Linked DNA regions of Capra hircus: region 1 is linked to region 2. A link is a contact called in public Hi-C data. All regions are on one chromosome and are shown on one strand. The core of a region is the stretch at or near the end of the contact, and the rest is flanking DNA. Distances in the headings are between cores, read along the strand shown.

Region 1 (4,906 bases), core at 240-2,739, 340 kb before region 2:
TCATGCTATCAGGGTACATGTATTTAGCATGTTGATACAGCATGTTCATTCCTTTGTGTTCTCATTTTTATATGATATTTTATTATATGAATAATTCATGCTCATTGGAAATAATTTGACAATACTCACAAGTACCACTAAATAGAAGAAAACTGGAATCACCCGTAATCCCACCTCTCAGAGAAAACCACTAATGATGTTTTAATGTTGGCTGCATATCCTTTAGACATTAATGTTGCTGATAAAAAAGTGGATCGTAGAGTCCATACTATTGTTTGGCCGTTTTTTTTACACTTGTAATGTAGACACCTTTCCATGTTGTCGAATGTACTTTTTGCATCCTATTTTTAAACATACGGAATGATGCCTTGGGTAGCATAAGGATCATCTCACAGAGCGGGTGGGAAGGATGTTACGTCTTTGTTATTTCTCTGTTTTCCGCATCAGGGTCTAATGCTTCAGGTAACCGTTGGGCAATGTCTAGTAACTTGAGGCACATACCAGACGGTGCTGAGGTTACTGTAACCCAGCCTAGTCTGTGGTCATGCCTCAGGTCAGAAATGAATGTTCCCACCCTCCGCGGTCGCCTCGGCCCAAGCTGCTCACCTGGGCTGTGCTTCCGTTCCAGGACATCGTCTCGGCCCTGGAGGACCGTCTCCGGCCCCTGGTGCAGGCCGAGTTATCTGTGCTGGTGGATGTCCTCCACCGGCCCGAGCTGCTGTTCCCAGAGAACACGGATGCCAGGAGGAAGTGTGAAAGCGGGGGCTTCATCTGCAAGTAAGCAGCCCCTCTGGCCACGGTGCTCGCTGGGGCAAAACCCCAATGACCAGACGCAGTGCTGGCTCCCGGGGAAGGCGGGGCTGGCCTGGTGTTTGATGAAAACAGCAAGGTCTAGCACGGGGGGTCTGTTCTGACTGTTCTAAAGGAAGTGTGTAGGTGCAGTCCTACTTAGCAACACTGTTGTTGGGTGACAACTTCTTCTTTGAGAACCACACGCCTGGTCATTCATCTTCCACTCACCACATGCAGGCAGGATGCCCACCATGGACTGACATACAGACTCCAAAAGCCACGGCCCTGGAATGCTCAGAAAGCTCAAACCTACCAGGGCCTCACAGTCTTTTCCCAGCAGCTTTGTAGCTTCTCGTTTTATGCTGTGGGGCGTCATCTAGAAGCAACTGGTCCCATGACCCGAGATCGCTGTCTGATTTTCACCCTAAGGTTGGTTGGTTGCTTAGCTTGAGCATGAATTCTGCTGCTGCTTTATTTTCTGGGCCCGTCAAAGGATAAGACTGGATAAACAAAGCGATGGTTGGGATGTGTTTATCCCAGCCATCATACTCTTGAGGTTCTTTTTTTTTTTTTTTTTAACACTGCTGACATATTTTGGCCACATTTACTGACAATCCTCAGTGGATAAATAACTGCACTCCATAAACAGCAGTTTTGAGTGGGCCTCTGTCTCCCTTCGGACCTGTTTGCTGCTGCTGACCAGCAGGTGTCGCTATTGAGACACCGACCGGCTGTTAATGAAGGGACTGCCCGGAAGTCTGTTTAAGCCTGGGAGCCTTTGGTAAACATTAGTTCACTAACAGACTAGTTACAATAAGTTTCTTTTCTTTTTTTTTTTTTTTTTTTATGTAAAGGTTGTTTCAGGGATGTAATTCGTGGTTTTCCCCTCCATTCAGGTTAATCAAACACACTAAACAGCTGCTGGAGGAGAATGAGGAGAAACTCTGCATTAAGGTCCTTCAGACCCTCAGAGAAATGATGACCAAAGACAGAGGCTATGGAGAAAAGGTACTGCCTTCTATTTTCATGTGAAAACCAGGCGTTGCTATCAGATAGCAGCAGAGTGGGGGCGCTTAGAAATCCACCTTAGTTCAGGCATATTGACTGGAGGGATAACTTAAAAAAAAAAAAAAACACCTATTCACACTTAGGTGTCTCTTTTAGGCTGCTTGCCATACAATCTATATTCGGAAAAATAGGGACAACAAGATTTTCCGTCTGTTAAATTCCCAGTGAGAATGCAAATGCCTCTTGTGTACCAAGGTGTGTGTGTTCCTGAGTTTTGGGTTCCAGCTGAGCATAGCTGTGGGTTTACTTGCTTCTTTCTGGTGAAACGTTACACAATCCTCCCAGTGTATGAAGAAACTGCCTCCAGTTCTAACTGGAATGAAGACGGACAGACATGTCACCTTTTCTAACTGAGATTGGGAAATGGACCATGCCTGGGAGCTGAGACTTCTCAGCACATGCAGTGAGCCATGATGTACAGAAAACAGCCCGCACACCCCTGATTTTGGTCCAGGTGGGATAAAAACAGCCCCATTGCTCTTCCTTTCTGCCCCCAGCGAAAAACAGGGCCTGAATTTAAGTCTTACCAGTCTACTTTGAAGGCAATAATATTCATTTACTATCTTGAAGCCACTTTTATCAGCATTTTCCAAGTAGGTAAATATGCTGATATCATTGACTTATCAAATACACAGTAAATAACTGTTATTCATCTCTGTGAAGAATGCTTGATAATTAAATCACAGCCTCCCCTGTCAAAAGAGATGGTGACAACTAGATTCTTGCAAGTCTAAAACACTGTCGGAATCTTGCTTTCTAACCTAAGCAGTGTCCGTCCTTAATATTAGAGCAATTCAACATGTGAGGATCTTTGGATAAAAGCAGATAAAACAGGTACACAGTCCTTTTTTCAGTTTACATTCCTCCACTGGCCCCAAACCACAATGCTTTTAAACATCAATCTAAACTTGTAAAGTGTACAAATTCAATCTTGAATAAATGTTATTTAGAAAATAAGTGTTTAGAACTCAGGAGGAATTTAGTGGTGGAAATATGCCAGAATAGAGTTTAAATAATATAAAAGCACTGGTACAAATGGGAAGTAATGAGATGACCAGTCTGCACTTTGTAGACACCCAGGTAGGTCTTGCCCTTGATAAGGTGAGGAGGACAGTAAAAGAGATACACTTATCAGATAAGTAAATAATAGCCATTTATTCCACAGGATGTTTGTTTTTCTTCAAGTGAACTTAAGTGTTTTTAAAAAATTGACTCTAGTTTTAAAAACTCGTGTTTTTTTAAAAAATGACTCATTCACTTGCCCTAATAAGATAAACTCTACCAAAGGGACCTTAACCAGCTGTGAATTTATTTGTACCTTGGGGGCAGAAAACACGATTTTAAACTGTGGGGACCACAGTTTTCTCCTCTTGAGAATGTCTGCTTCTTTCTGTAGCCAAGGCACTTCAGGTAAGCTTTGCGTCTCTACTCCAGTGAACTTTGTAAGTTGTGTTTATACTTTGAAGTAAGTTTTCTTTTTAGAACAGGGAAGTATAAGTACAAGGAGTTGGTTGAGAGTCTATTGCTGGGCAGAAAAGTGCATGGGGGTCTTCGGGGCCGTGTGGAAGGTATGCTTCCTGCCGCCTTTCCCTCCCCATGGGGGGCCAACAGGGAGAACACTGTCTTGGCCTCTGGGGACATGATCCAAGATGCTGTCACCTTGCCTGTGAGAAAGCTTGTGGAGAGCGATAGAGCCAGGGCTTCGAGAGGCCAGTAGATGATGCAGGTCGTTGTGAAAGAGTTACGAGAGTTGAGAGGAGCTCCTGAGGTTGCAGCTCAATCCCTCTTCATCTGGTGAAGAAATTAGTCACACCCTAGCAGAGAGGGGCTTGGAGGCAGGATGACAGTTCCTTCCCGTCGGGTTGGAGCTGTCATCCCCCTGGTCAAAGTGAAAATACTAGAAGCAAGTACGGGAAATGCTCTGCCACCGAGGGAGACATTCTAGAAACCTGTGCTAGTCAGCAGCTCCGCAGCGACCACACAGACATGCCATGTTTCTGGCCCCACGCTCGGACTGCGGGAAAAGGCTGCTTAACCCTTCACTTTAAAGGGGGCAGGGGAGCGTTAAATGATTTGTGTTTCTTCAGTTTCGTTGTTAGTTTGCACTCTGTCCTGTTTCACTAAGACTTTTGGAAAATGCCTTTGATGGGTTGCTGGCTGCCGCTGTTTGAGTAAAGAGACACGACGTGCGGGACAAGCCAGCTCTTTCAAAGGTGGGAAGAACTCAGACCCAAAGAACTAACCTTTCTTAGGCAAACCAGTGGGGGGTGTTGTTCAGTCGCCAAGTCACGTCTGATTCTGCGACCCCATGGACTGCAGCATGCCAGGCTTCCCTGTCCCTCGCAGTGGGTGTTAGTTGATCAAGTAAGTGAAGTGGCCTTTGACCTGGGTGCTCAGGACACAAAGGCAAGTGTGAGTGCCGTGTCTGTCGTCTTGGCCTGGTTTTCCTGTTCGTTGCCTCTTGAGTGGAGCTTGCCCCATGACTAACACCCTGCTGGGATGGCCAGGGTTGTTCTGCCTCCCTGCCCTCCCCTGAGTCCTCACAGTCCTCTCTCCTGGTCTGCGGGCCCTCACATCACCTGAGCTTTGGATCAGGCCTAAGAGTCATACCTGGGAGAAGCCAGTGGTCAGCACACTTGTCCCGGTCCATTGCCTAAGATGTGCCCTTCCAAGGACTGTGACATGTGCTGGAAATGTGGGGCTGGGCAAAGAGGATGGTGACAAAATTTAAATCATGATCATTTAGAAATTAAACTACCTTTTACTGTGGTGTCTCCAAATGGGCCAGCAGTATTTACCAGAGAGTGGTATTAATATATAATACAGGATAGTATAATATAGTGGAATATTAAAAAGGATCACCAGAATAATGATAGAATACATTTTCATGTGATTCTTGTGTCTTTCTCACCAATGTATTCAAAGTTAATAAACTGTAAAATCAGGGCTTTGCAACCATTCTGTGTGTGCAAGGCCTAGCCAACTCTGCTTTTAATCTACAGATTTAACCATGTTTAAAAAAATAGTTACCTCCCATTGCTAAACA
Region 2 (5,566 bases), core at 67-2,566:
AGTCTCTTGAATAACAATTTTAAAGGCTTAATTTCTTTACCTGTGCAAGGGGGATGATAACACATATCCATGGGATCTTATGCAAGTTAAAGGAAATTATTTGAGAGAACTTCTAGTAAGATGCATGGCTTATAACAGGCAGTTATAATGTGTGTTTGGATATACACCCACTGGAATCTGTGGAACATTCCACCTGCACACCCATTGCTAAATTTTTCATTAATCTCCTGCTGTGAATTCGAAAGGAAAAACAGGGAATATTCATTAGCACCACAGGTCTGTCTCTCTTAAAAAAATCTGTTTGGAATGAATCAGTCAATGTGGTGTTTTGTATTTTTTTCACCCTCTCTCTGAGATGGGAGACTATATCAGCTTATGGTAAAAGAGTCATCCCAGTCAATGAATAATCAGAGGCAAAGCCAAGCAGATGATAAATCTTGGCCTCCATCCTGTGAAGCCACCCACTAAGCAACGTTGAATAAATCTGCTCAGGCTTAGCATATTTTTCAGGGTAATTGGTTGCAGTTTTCTGAGAGTCTTCAACTGGTTAACCTTAAGCTGGACTTACGCCAAGCTAATGAAACAGAGAATGAAGTAAGTTCTGATTCTGATTTTAAGTTTCAGGGAGGGGACTATGGCATTGGACGTAACAGTGCTGAGAGCAAAAATAAGTGTTTGTTCAGGCTTCTTTACCCTGGATGTGAGCAACATCTGGGTTTCTGTTATTTCCCCAGATGGTTCCCTTCTCCTTGGAGAGGGCTACAGGTGACTTAGAGAGAACTTCACGGAATACCATGTAATTAAACTAATTATGGCTCTGTCGAGGCGGGATGTTCGCATTTTAAATCATGGGGTGAGGAAGCTGTGAAGATAAACAAGTGACACTTTCTAGAAATGGTTACCTGAGTGGGCTTAGAGTCGGGAGATCTGGGTTCAACTACTAGCTTCTCCCCTTGGTCACTGGGTGACCTTGAGGAACTCATTAAGGTCTCAGAGCCTCTGTCTTCTTGTCAGTAAAATGGGCATAATGCCACTTGCCTCAACAGACAAAGAGAAATATGTGAAGCATCAGCATAATGCCTGGTATGTGGTAGAGACTAAAAGCATGCTGGTTGGTTTTAGGTTACCTCTTCTTTAGGGTGATACAGTGATGCTTCGGAGAAGAAACTCACAGTGTAGCCTTTCTGTGTTTCCACATTGTTATGGGCTATTATGTTTGCTATGGGTTGCATCATTTCCCCCCAAATTTGTCAAAATTGCTGAAGTCCTAACCCCCAGCAGTTCAGAATGTGACTCTATTTGGAGACAGGCTCTTTAAAGAGGTGATGAAGGTAAAATGAGGTCATTAGGGTGGGCCTTCATCCAGTAAGACTGGTGTCCTTTTAAGATGAAGAAATTTGGACACATGCGTGTACTGAGGAAAGACCACGTGAAGACAGAGGGAGAAGACAGCCATCTGCAAACCGAGAAGAGATGTTTTAGGAGAAACCAACCCTGCTGACAGACTTGTAGCCTTTAGAACTGTGAGAAAATATATTTCCCTAGTTTAAGCCACCCTGTTTGTGGTAGGTAGTTACAACAGCCTCGGCAAACCAGGGTATGCTTTCTCCCTGGTCCTTAAGCATTCACTGTTTCCAGCAAATATTTTTAGGCCTACTGTGTTCTAGGCTCTGAATATACAAAGATGAACAACACAGTTTCTATGCTCACGAAACAAATCTTCTAGTTGAGCACACAGATGAGATCATTCCTTAATCAGACCTGTGTTAAGGAGTTAGGTGGGTGAGGGAGAACAGCTATGAGATAAGGTTGAGGGGACAGGAAGTGTGCGCCCAGTTCATCAACTACAAGTTTTTACATGTGTTGACAGGAAGTGTGCACCCAGCTCATCAACTGCAAGTTTTTATGTGTGCTTTGTTTATAAAAAGCCAGCACTGGAACTCAGTCCAGCCACTGCTGTTCTCACAAACACCACTGTGATTCTTGTTGAGGGTTGAGTGTCCTGGGATGCACTACTCAGATCCTCCTCATGCTCCAGGAGATGGGAATGATGCTGAAAGACAGCCATCTGTTGTCATCCCGCTTTGGGGATCATATTAATTGAAGAAAACTGCCTTGCCTGGTCTCACTTCCTTTCAAGGTCACGGGGAGGCAATGCACATCCAGTGACTAGGAAGTGTGAGGGTTTAAAGCTGACCCTCTTGATGCAAATCAAGACAATTCTGGAGGGCCAGCACAGCTTCAGAGCTGCCCATGAGATTAACTGAGACCTCTAAGCCCACTTCATGGGTCAGCTTTTCCCTCTGTCCAACCCTGCTTCTGTCCCTTCCCTTTCACAAGTCTTGTCTCCAAGACCTAATAGTCATGCGGCTACCAGTCTCCATCCCAGAATCTGCCTCTTGGGAGTCCCATCTGTGACAGTGTTCCTATTGAAAATCAAGCATAGATGACCAGCAAGTGCAGATATTCAAGGCTTTCTTCCTTATGGTCCAGCTCTCACAACTGTACATGACTACTGGAAAGACTATATGGACTTTTGCCGACAAAATGATGTCTTTACTTTTTAACACACTGTCTATGTTTGTCATAGCTTTCCTGCAAAGAAAAGGGAAAAAATATTATATTTATTTATTTATATTTTTGGCCTTGTGGCATATGGGATCTTAGTTTCTCTACCAGGAATTGACCCTATGCCCCCTGAAGTAGTAGCGAGGATTCTTAACCACTGGCCCACCAGGGAAGTCCCCAGAATTTGTATTTAGAGGAGATCATGGCTCCTCCAGAAGTGCTTGCAGTACTCCCAGTCCCTTCCCAGAGGTCCTTTATGTGTAGGCCACCTCATGACTTTGCACCTTGGATCCAGGTGCTTGGACGAGGTGTCAGACCCAAAGGTAGTCTTTTGTAGGTGGGCCAGCAGCCAATGAGATGGTGCTTTGCAAGCATCGGGTCTAACAGATGACTCCCATCTACCTCTCCAGACTGTTCCACACCGTGGTCTTTACCTTCGCTTTCTGGGGAGGCTGACTTCCTGCCTCTTCTCCTTGGCTAAGACATCTCACATGCCATGGCCTCTGCCTAGAGCATGAGGCATTCCCTCCTCTACATGCTTTCATAGAATGACTCCTTATCCCGTTATCGCCTAAAAGTTGTTTCTTTAAGGAACCAGTCCCTTACCACTTCCGAACTTTTTGTTGTTTCCTTCACATAAGGACCTCAGTTTGTAAACTGATATTAGGATTAATGAATGTCTGTAAGCCGCACTTGGCTGCCAGCACCTTGAGGGTAGAGTCCACTGCTCACTACTGTACTCCCAGCTCCACCATGGTGCCCAGAACACAGGGAGACCCAGCACTATTAGCTGAATAACTAATGTGAATTTTCTTCTTCTTTTTTAAAATTTATTTTTTTAATATAAATTTATTTATTTTAACTGGAGGCTAATTATTTTACAACATTGTATTGGTTTTGCCATACATCAACATGAATCTGCCACGGGTGTACACGTGTTTCCCATCCTGAACCCCTTTCCCACCTCCCTCCCCATACCATCCCTCTGGGTCATCCCAGAGCACCAGCCCCAAACATCCTGTATCATGCATCGAACCTGGACTGGCGATCTGTTTCATATATGATATTATAAATGTTTCAATGCCATTATCCCAAATCATCCCACTCTTTCCCTCTCTCACAGAGTCCAAAAGACTGTTCTATACATCTGTGTCTCTTTTGCTGTCTCGCATACAGGGTTATCATTACCATCTTTCTAAATTCCATATATATGCGTTAGTATACTGTATTGGTGTTTTTCTTTCTGGCTTACTTCACTCTGTATAATAGGCTCCAGTTTCACCCACCTCATTAGAACTGATTCAAATGTATTCTTTTTAATGGCTGAGTAATACTCCATCGTGTATATGTACCATAGCTTTCTTATTCATTTGTCTGCTGATGTACATCTAGGTTACTTCCATGTCCTGGCTATTATAAACAGTGCTGCAATGAACATTGGGGTACATGTGAGTTTTCTTCCTGAAGGGTGACTGAATGAGCCAAATCGGTTCCTTCTTCTTCAGATCACAAGTTTAAGTTAGATACTTCCCTGGTGCTCCAGTGGGTAGGACTTGGTGCTCTCACTGTTAAGGCCTGGGTTTAATCCCTGGTCAGGGAACTGACCATGGACATCACCAGATGGTCAATACTGAAATCAGATTGACTATATTCTTTGCAGCCAGTGATGGAGAAAAACAGTACTGGGAGCTGACTGTGGCTCAGATCATGAACTCCTTATTGCAAAATTCAGACTTAAATTGAAGAAAGTAGGGAGAACCACTAGACCACTCAGGTATGACCTAAATCAAATCCCTTAAGATTATACAGTGGAAGTGACAAATAGATTCAAGGGACTAGATCTGATAGACAGAGTGCCTGAAGAACTATGGACAGAGGTTCATAACACTGTACAGGAGGCAGGGATCGAGACCACTCCCAAGGAAAAGAAATGCAAAAAGGCCAAAGGGTTGCCTGAGGAGTCCTTACAAATAGCTGTGAAAAGAAAGGAAGCAAAAGGCAAAGGAGAAAAGGAAAGATATACTTATTTGAATGCAGAGTTCCAAAGAATAGCAAGGAGAGATAAGAAGGCCTTTGTCAGTGATCAATGCAAAGAAATAGAGGAAAACAACAGAATGGGAAAGACTAGAGATCTCTTCAAGAAAGTTAGAGATACCAAGGGAAATTTTCATGCAAAGGTGGGCACAATAAAGGCCAAAAATGGTATGGACCTAACAGAAGCAGAAGATATTAAGAAGAAGTGGCAAGAATCTACAAAAGAACTATACAAAAAAGATCTTCATGACCCAGATAATCACGATGGTGTGATCACTCACCTAGAGACAGACATCCTAGAATGTGAAGTCAATTGGGCCTTAGGAAGCATCCCTAAGAACAAAGTTAGTAGAGGTGATGTAGTTCCAGTTGAGCTATTTCAAATCCTAAAAGAGGATGTTGTTCAAAGTGCTGCACTCAGTATGCCAGCAAGTTTGGAAAACTCATCAGTGGCCACAGGACTGGAAAAGGTCAGTTTTTATTCCAATCCCAAAGAAAGGCAATGCCAAAGAATGCTCAAACTACCGCACAATTGCACTCATCTCACACGCTAGTAATGTTCAAAATTCTCCAAGCCAGGCTTCAACAGTACGTGAACTGTAAACTTCCAGATGTTCAAGATGGATTTAGAAAAGGCAGAGGAACCAGAGATCAAATTGCCAACATCCATTGGATCATTGAAAAAACAAGAGAGTTCCAGAAAAACATCTACTTCTGTTTCATTGACTATGCTAAAACCTTTGACTATGGGGACCACAACAAACTGTGGAAAATTCTTCGAGAGATGGGAACATCAGACTACCTTATCTGCCTCTTGAGAAATCTGTATACAGGTCAAGAAGCAACAGTTAGAACGGCCATGGAACAACAGATTGGTTAAAAACTGGGAAAGGAATATGTCTAGGCTGTATATTGTCACCCTGCTTATTTAATTTGTATGCAGAGTACATCATGAGAAACGCTG

What was found. A called contact is a pair of places that touch in the nucleus more often than the background predicts.
Region 1: a Hi-C map of blood shows a contact between it and region 2, with 9 times the contacts expected there. The contact joins two enhancer-like sites. A contact is called at or near these places in 2 of 5 Hi-C or Micro-C datasets (both in blood).

Annotation. Positions count from the first base shown.
Region 1 is chr22:21,496,809-21,501,714 of ARS1.2, reverse strand. ITPR1 (inositol 1,4,5-trisphosphate receptor type 1) reads left to right here. Exons shown (of 61, transcript XM_018066872.1): 37 at 629-777; 38 at 1,689-1,800. Among named protein-coding and RNA genes, the nearest start is that of ITPR1, 220 kb to the left of the region's middle. Within about 2 kb of position 1,489, at least 2 of the 5 cell types and tissues checked have an H3K27ac peak or open chromatin away from gene starts, as enhancers often do.
Region 2 is chr22:21,160,666-21,166,231 of ARS1.2, reverse strand. No RefSeq gene overlaps it. Among named protein-coding and RNA genes, the nearest start is that of ARL8B, 47 kb to the right of the region's middle. Within about 2 kb of position 1,316, at least 1 of the 5 cell types and tissues checked has an H3K27ac peak or open chromatin away from gene starts, as enhancers often do.